2 separate regions of the Rattus norvegicus genome follow, and region 1 is linked to region 2. The links are chromatin contacts, called in public Hi-C maps. All regions are on one chromosome and are shown on one strand. The core of a region is the stretch at or near the end of the contact, and the rest is flanking DNA. Distances in the headings are between cores, read along the strand shown. Region 1 has its middle 15 kb from the start of Rplp0l1. Region 2 has its middle 66 kb from the start of Rplp0l1.

Region 1 (3,117 bases), core at 223-2,722, 81 kb after region 2:
AGGCCCAGCGAGCCGGCTGGTCTTGAGCCATAAAGAACAGTACCTAGGAGGCTATGAAGCAGACAATGAACTCCCCCACAGAACATGACTCCTGGGCAGGCAACTGGAGACCCAGAGCAGTGGCAAGGTTTTCCACCTGGCCTGAGCAACGGAACCCTAAGCCATCGGAAACGATGCTTCTGGCTGATAGCAAGCAGCCATGGTTTCTTCTCTCTACCCACCCCCTTTCTTTCAAGCTGATCACATTTCCTTGGTGATTTCCATGCTTGGTCAGAAGACTTAGGGGATAGCTTTGCATCCCACAGGATCTTGTCCAGATAAACTATTCTGCACTAATTAGTGGGATCATCTGAAAGGTCCCTTCCTTCCTGTCTGCAGTGAGTTTGCACTGAACAAGTGAGCCTGAGTACTGAGAAGAGAGCCTTTGAACTCCAGCTGGACCCCTGGAGAGGCTGAAGATGAAGATGTCAGTGCCTCTGTCAGAAAAACAACACAAAACCAGTCTGTTTCTAGTGGCTTCCTTTCCCACTTAGACCACGAGAACGTTGTAACTGAATGGGAGAAAGGCGGGAGTCTGGCAGCTGATCTGAGGAAATCTTACACAATTTTGATGAGGCCCCCACCCCACCCCTGGGTGAGTCGAACCAGTTCTCAAGTACCAGATAACTACGGAAAGACAGCTGAGGCATGGGGCAGGGGACTCAGTGGTAAAGCATGTGTGAGTGCACGCAAACATGAACACACACATGCACACATACATTTTTCTGTGTGTTAGCTCCTGAAATTTTAGTTAATATACTTATTATCATATCACCACTCAAACAGATGAGAAGCAGGCATAAAGAGGCAAAATGACCCCTGCAACACCAGCCAGCAAGTGAAAGACAGAGCTGGGGCTGGAACCCAGTTAGTCTGCCTAAGTCCCAAAAAGCCTGAAACGTGCACATTCAAACAAAACCCAAAGAAAGAGCGGGCCTGTGATCCAATGAGACCAGGATAGGTAATAGCTACAAGGACACTCCCACTCCAGGGCATTCTCAGTGTGACAGAAGGCTTTTGATAAGTAGAGTCATTGACCCTCTCTACCCCGTGCTTAAAACGAGACCTCAACCACCACTCATTCGGTTTTGTCCATATTGTCACATGTCCCCTTATAGACAGGTACTTCAGGGCCTAACCTGGAGATGGTTTATGGTGTCTGCCAGGCACCAAAACAGGTTTCTGCACGCTGTTCGTCTGCCTGCAGAAGTTAACTGCAACTGCTGTAACTAGTGCCTCGTGCAGCCTTGTGGGTGGTTCTAGTATCTGAGGCCCTGACCTCTAGAATAACAGTCTGCGAACCCACTGTTCCTCCAACCAGCTTCTCATCTGTAAATATTTCTTCATGCTGGAAATAGTTTCGAGCACTCCTCAGTGCCAAGCTCTCAAACCACCAAGTTGAATTCAATGTTTGCCCAAGCTGCTCAGTATTTGCTAGTGGTGACAGGCACCGGAAGGGACCTTCTCAAGGCTTAGAGTACAGGGATGGCCCCAACCTGCCCCTCCACCCTGGGAGTAGGAGCTGCAAATGAGATCACACTGGGAAATTGATTTGTAAAAAGCATAAGGTGAGAATGGGGTGTGGAGAGAGGAGGAGGGGATGAAGGAGAGGGAGAAGCAAAGAAGAGGGCTCTACAGCCTTGGATCAGAACGTATTGTCTTGAGACCTCTGAGGGCCAAGATGCGATCTCATCCTGGGCTGGGAGCCCAGAGCATGGAGTCCAGCCTCCGAGGACAAAGCCTGGAGCTCTGGCCTCTCCCTCAGGCCAAGCTGCCCTGGACTTCATCCTGGCAGAGGCCTAGAACTTTCGAGCCCTGCACCGCCCCGGAAAGATTTTGAGTTAGAGTCTGAGCCATGACAAAGGCCAGGCCTCTCCTCCATTGTGCAACCAAAGAAGCCGGATTTCCCGTGAATCCCCTTATGTAAGGGCATCCCTGAGCAATGGTGGCCTGGGTAGCGCCCTCTGCCTCCTTTCTCTGTGCTGAAGCGCCACCTGGAGGCCAGTTCTCGTTCAAACCGTTGTGTAGCAGACTCTTAAAATTAGCCTCCACATAGGAAAAAAAGAGATGCCTTGGAACAAAAAAGCACCTTTTGAAAGAACCTCAACGGTTTTTTCGCCTGCTCTTTTGCTATTGCTGATGGGATATTCAAGGGTTGAATGATGAGGCCTCTTAAAAAGACAGGATTTCTCCACGACTTAGAATTACAGTGATCTTGTAACTGCCTTTACATTCTAATATCTGGATCCGAAGAGCACACGTAAGGAGAAAACTGCAGTTCACCTTGCATCTCAGACTCCAACCTCTTCGTCCCCTACTGCAAGTTAGTCAGGTTCCACTAACTTGTGTAGAGTTTTGCTGTGCGGCGGCCCCTTCTCAGGAGAGCCGGGGTTCGGCAGAGCTTTTTGAATCAGCTGCCCGGCCCGGGCATGAACACACACCCTGGACTAATTGTTAACAAGTAGCTGGATGGACATACGAAGATGATTGCTTAAAATGAGCTCCAAGTTATTTTATTCTGAAGAAATTCTAAGCTAAAGGGACCCAGAAAATAGGGAATATCCAATATAAAGAAAAGGGGACGGGCTCCCGAACTGAGAAAGGTTTAGTTTTGCTTTCTTTGTTGTTTTGGTTTTTTGGTAAGGAAGCAAGTAACCAAGCAAACAAAATGAGCAAGCGAGCAAGCGAGAGAGAGAAGAGAGAAAGAGATTTCGTTTTCAGAGTTTTGTTCTTACTCTTTTGGTAGGTCAGCAGTTTAGCTACAAGGACAAAAGACCCTGATATCTCAAGCAATCCTTGTCAGAAAGAGGAAAATGCTGGCAGTATCAGAAATAGCCCATCTCAAATCCTATTACAACGTCATGGTAACAAAAACAGTGTGGTACTTGCTCAAAAATGGGTCTGTCAATCAAGGGGATCAAAGAGAGGTCACCCTACGACGGAAAGAGACCCTCTAAACACTGGTGCTGAGAAAATGGTTTCCACAAGGAAAGGAAAGATTAAGACCCCTATCTCTAACCCTGCGAAAAATCAACTCAAAGTGAATCTTAGAGCCAGGCCTGAAACTTTGAAAGTGCT
Region 2 (2,848 bases), core at 156-2,655:
GTAGAAATAATGAACACTCTCCTAGGACCAAATCTTTGTGGAAGTCTGAGCCATGAAGGGCCTAGGGAGTAAGGTGAAGACATAGTATTAAGTCAGAAGCCTCAGTGGCTGCCCAGAGCTCCTGGTGGGCGGGGCTGCCTCTGTGCTGCAGAACGTGTTGTGGCTGTTCCCTCAACTTTTATTGCCCTGGCTGTGCGTGGGCTGTGAGAACCCTGCTCCTGTCCCCAGGGCACCTTAAAGGATCTTCAGTACCTCAACTCTCAAGTTCAAAGGTGGGAATACACAAGGTGTGTCTGAGGTGTGGGAAAAAGAGCAGAGTCAGGAAAGGAGTGGGGGAAAGGGTTGCCCAGGGCCAGGAAGGAAAGAACGGAAAGGGAGGGAGGAGAGGGAACTAGGGGAATAGTTTATCTGAGGTACAGAGGAACCGTGCCAGAGGTGGGGGTGGGGCATGTGCAAAATCCCTTGCCCCTATAATCACATGCAAATCTATAAAGAAGGCCAGGGGCTTCTATCAGAGTCTCGGAAACACGGTGGCCGCGAGCAGCAAGTCGACAGACACTGTGCTAGCAAGCAGCTTGTGCACAGGTTTTGGAGAGCTCGGTCTGGCAACGGTGTGCATACTAGAATGGAGTCTCACTAGTTCTGCTGGTGGAAAACATGTTCCATGGCAAGATAATGTGTAAATATTTGAAATCTGACATGTGGGTGTTTAATAAGATTGTCTGCCTCTCTGTGGAGGAGTTAAAAATGTTTACTTCTAATAGAGGCGGGCCCTGAGTTCATACAGAAGCCTGAGAGTTCAGGAAAGTACCCACTAGCTGCGTGGCCTCCTTTGCTGACTGCCCCACAGTTGGCTTTGACTCTGCCGGAGGCTCTCAGCTCTCTGATCTGCCTTTTCTCTCATTCCAGGTTGGCTGGGTGCTGGTCATCGATTTACTCATTCCACAAATATTTTCTTGAATGCTGACTACTGTGCCAGGGTGTGAGTCAAACCCAGCCTTGACCTCAAATAAACCACAGGCAGCAAGGGAGAGAGATGGGGAATCAGGCGATGGGAGCGTGGGCTAAGAGCATCAGTGTGGGGGTAGAGGGACAGCCCATACGCTGCACCAGTGGAGGGGAAGCAATCAAAGTAGCCCACGTGTTTCTGAGCCCAGATGCCCCCTAGCCTCTTTGAGCCTAAATCCTCTCAGTCATGGAAATGAGTCTTACATTAGGCGACTACAGGACTAAGGACCAACCACTATCTGCTCCTTTTCCTTTTCATTCTAAGCTCCAGGACACATAACAGAGAAAAGAGCTAGCCTAAAGAGGTGGGTTTGAAAACATAGGACATGGGAGACAGTCCCATGGGTAAGAGCACTTGTTGCTCTTGCAGAGGACTCTGGTTTGCATCCCAGCTCCCACATGGTGACTCACAACCATCTGTAACTTCAGTTCCCGGAGATCCAACACTCTCTTCTGACCTTGGCAGGATCCAGAATCACACATGGCACACACACATGCAGGCAGGCAAGACACACACATGTAAAGTAAGTTTAAAAAGAAAAACAAAAAATTACATTTGTCGTATTTGCCAGGGACGTTTCTCTGAACCAGCCGCCTGACAGATAACTCTTCTGGTCTCATTTTAGCTGACATCTGTGCCTAGGTCTCCAGGGAAGAGTCCCTGGGTAGGAGTTCCCATTGCTGTCACGTATCAATGAAAGAGTGGGTACCCACCCTCTCTGTCTGAATTTAATACCCGACTCTTGAACACCTTGGCTGCTGAAAGGGTGCATGGGTCAGAGTCATCCTGATACTTAGGGAGAAGTAAGGAGGAATGGGCATCAAAGGAAATGGCTATGGTGGCTCACACCTAATGTTAGCACTCCGGAGGCTGAGGCAGTAGGATTGTTGTGACTTCAAGAGCAGCCTGGGTTATAACAATGAGTTCCAGCCCTGTCTCACAAAAGAAAAAAGTACAGAGATAGATGGTGGGCGGTAGGATATAGGTGGGGTGGAGGTAGTGAGTGGGTGGTGGGGTGTAGCTGGTGGGTGCTAGGGTGTAGGTTGGGGCTCATATGGTTGTAAAATCTAAAACCTGCAGGGTAGGGGGCATACTGGGAAGAGTTTGGTGTTCTGGCCATAGACTGTCCTTGGACTCACTTCCACTACTTGGATGATGCCCACTTCCATTACAGAGAGAAAACTGCTTTAGGCAAACCTCCACTGGTTTTCATGAATCCTGCCCTTAATATACCCTCTCAAAAAAATCTAGAATAAAAAATCAAACAGCTGCATATTGTGACCTAAGTAAGTTGACACATACAATTACCTGCCCCAGGGCTGGCCATCTGAACTGTTCCTCATCATTGAGAGAGGCTAAGAGAAGGAAGACAAGCATTCCACACACCAGGAATGAGGAGGTAGCCTCTCCTCCCCACTTAAAACCCCACCTAAGGAAGTGGCCCTTCCTTTCCTTTCTTCTTGCGCTAGGTGTTAAGTGGACATAGTAGAGCGTATTACTGACCTGGGATCTTCCTCTCCTGTGACCTCTGGGGTGGCTTGCCCTGTTGCATACTTGATGTTACCATTTACAAGATAATTTGGCACACTCCATAGCCCAATGACCTGGCATTAAAAAGATACTCTTCTGTGTCTTAGATCTGCCTTCTTTCTGTCTACAGGTCCTGGGTAATGGAGTCATGAACCTTAAATTAACACAGTGTATGCTGGGCCTGTGGGTTTTCCTCTTTTAATAATGCTTAACAGCTTTCAAAAACTTCTAGTGTTTTCTGGGAGATTAGACGTGAAAGACGCTATGGGATTACCTGTTCTGCACTTCCGGTTGGTGGGTTGCCAGAAG

What was found. Hi-C and Micro-C count contacts between places; a contact is called where the count stands out from the background.
Region 1: a contact with region 2 is called in a Hi-C map of liver, with 4 times the contacts expected there. The contact joins two enhancer-like sites. A contact is called at or near these places in 5 of 12 Hi-C or Micro-C datasets (the Rat2 cell line, kidney, liver and 1 more).

Annotation. Positions count from the first base shown.
Region 1 is chr2:194,622,894-194,626,010 of GRCr8, forward strand. No RefSeq gene overlaps it. Among named protein-coding and RNA genes, the nearest start is that of Rplp0l1, 15 kb to the left of the region's middle. Within about 2 kb of position 1,473, at least 47 of the 93 cell types and tissues checked have an H3K27ac peak or open chromatin away from gene starts, as enhancers often do. A contact at or near this core is called in liver, where this site is marked.
Region 2 is chr2:194,542,431-194,545,278 of GRCr8, forward strand. No RefSeq gene overlaps it. Among named protein-coding and RNA genes, the nearest start is that of Rplp0l1, 66 kb to the right of the region's middle. Within about 2 kb of position 1,406, at least 22 of the 93 cell types and tissues checked have an H3K27ac peak or open chromatin away from gene starts, as enhancers often do. A contact at or near this core is called in liver, where this site is marked.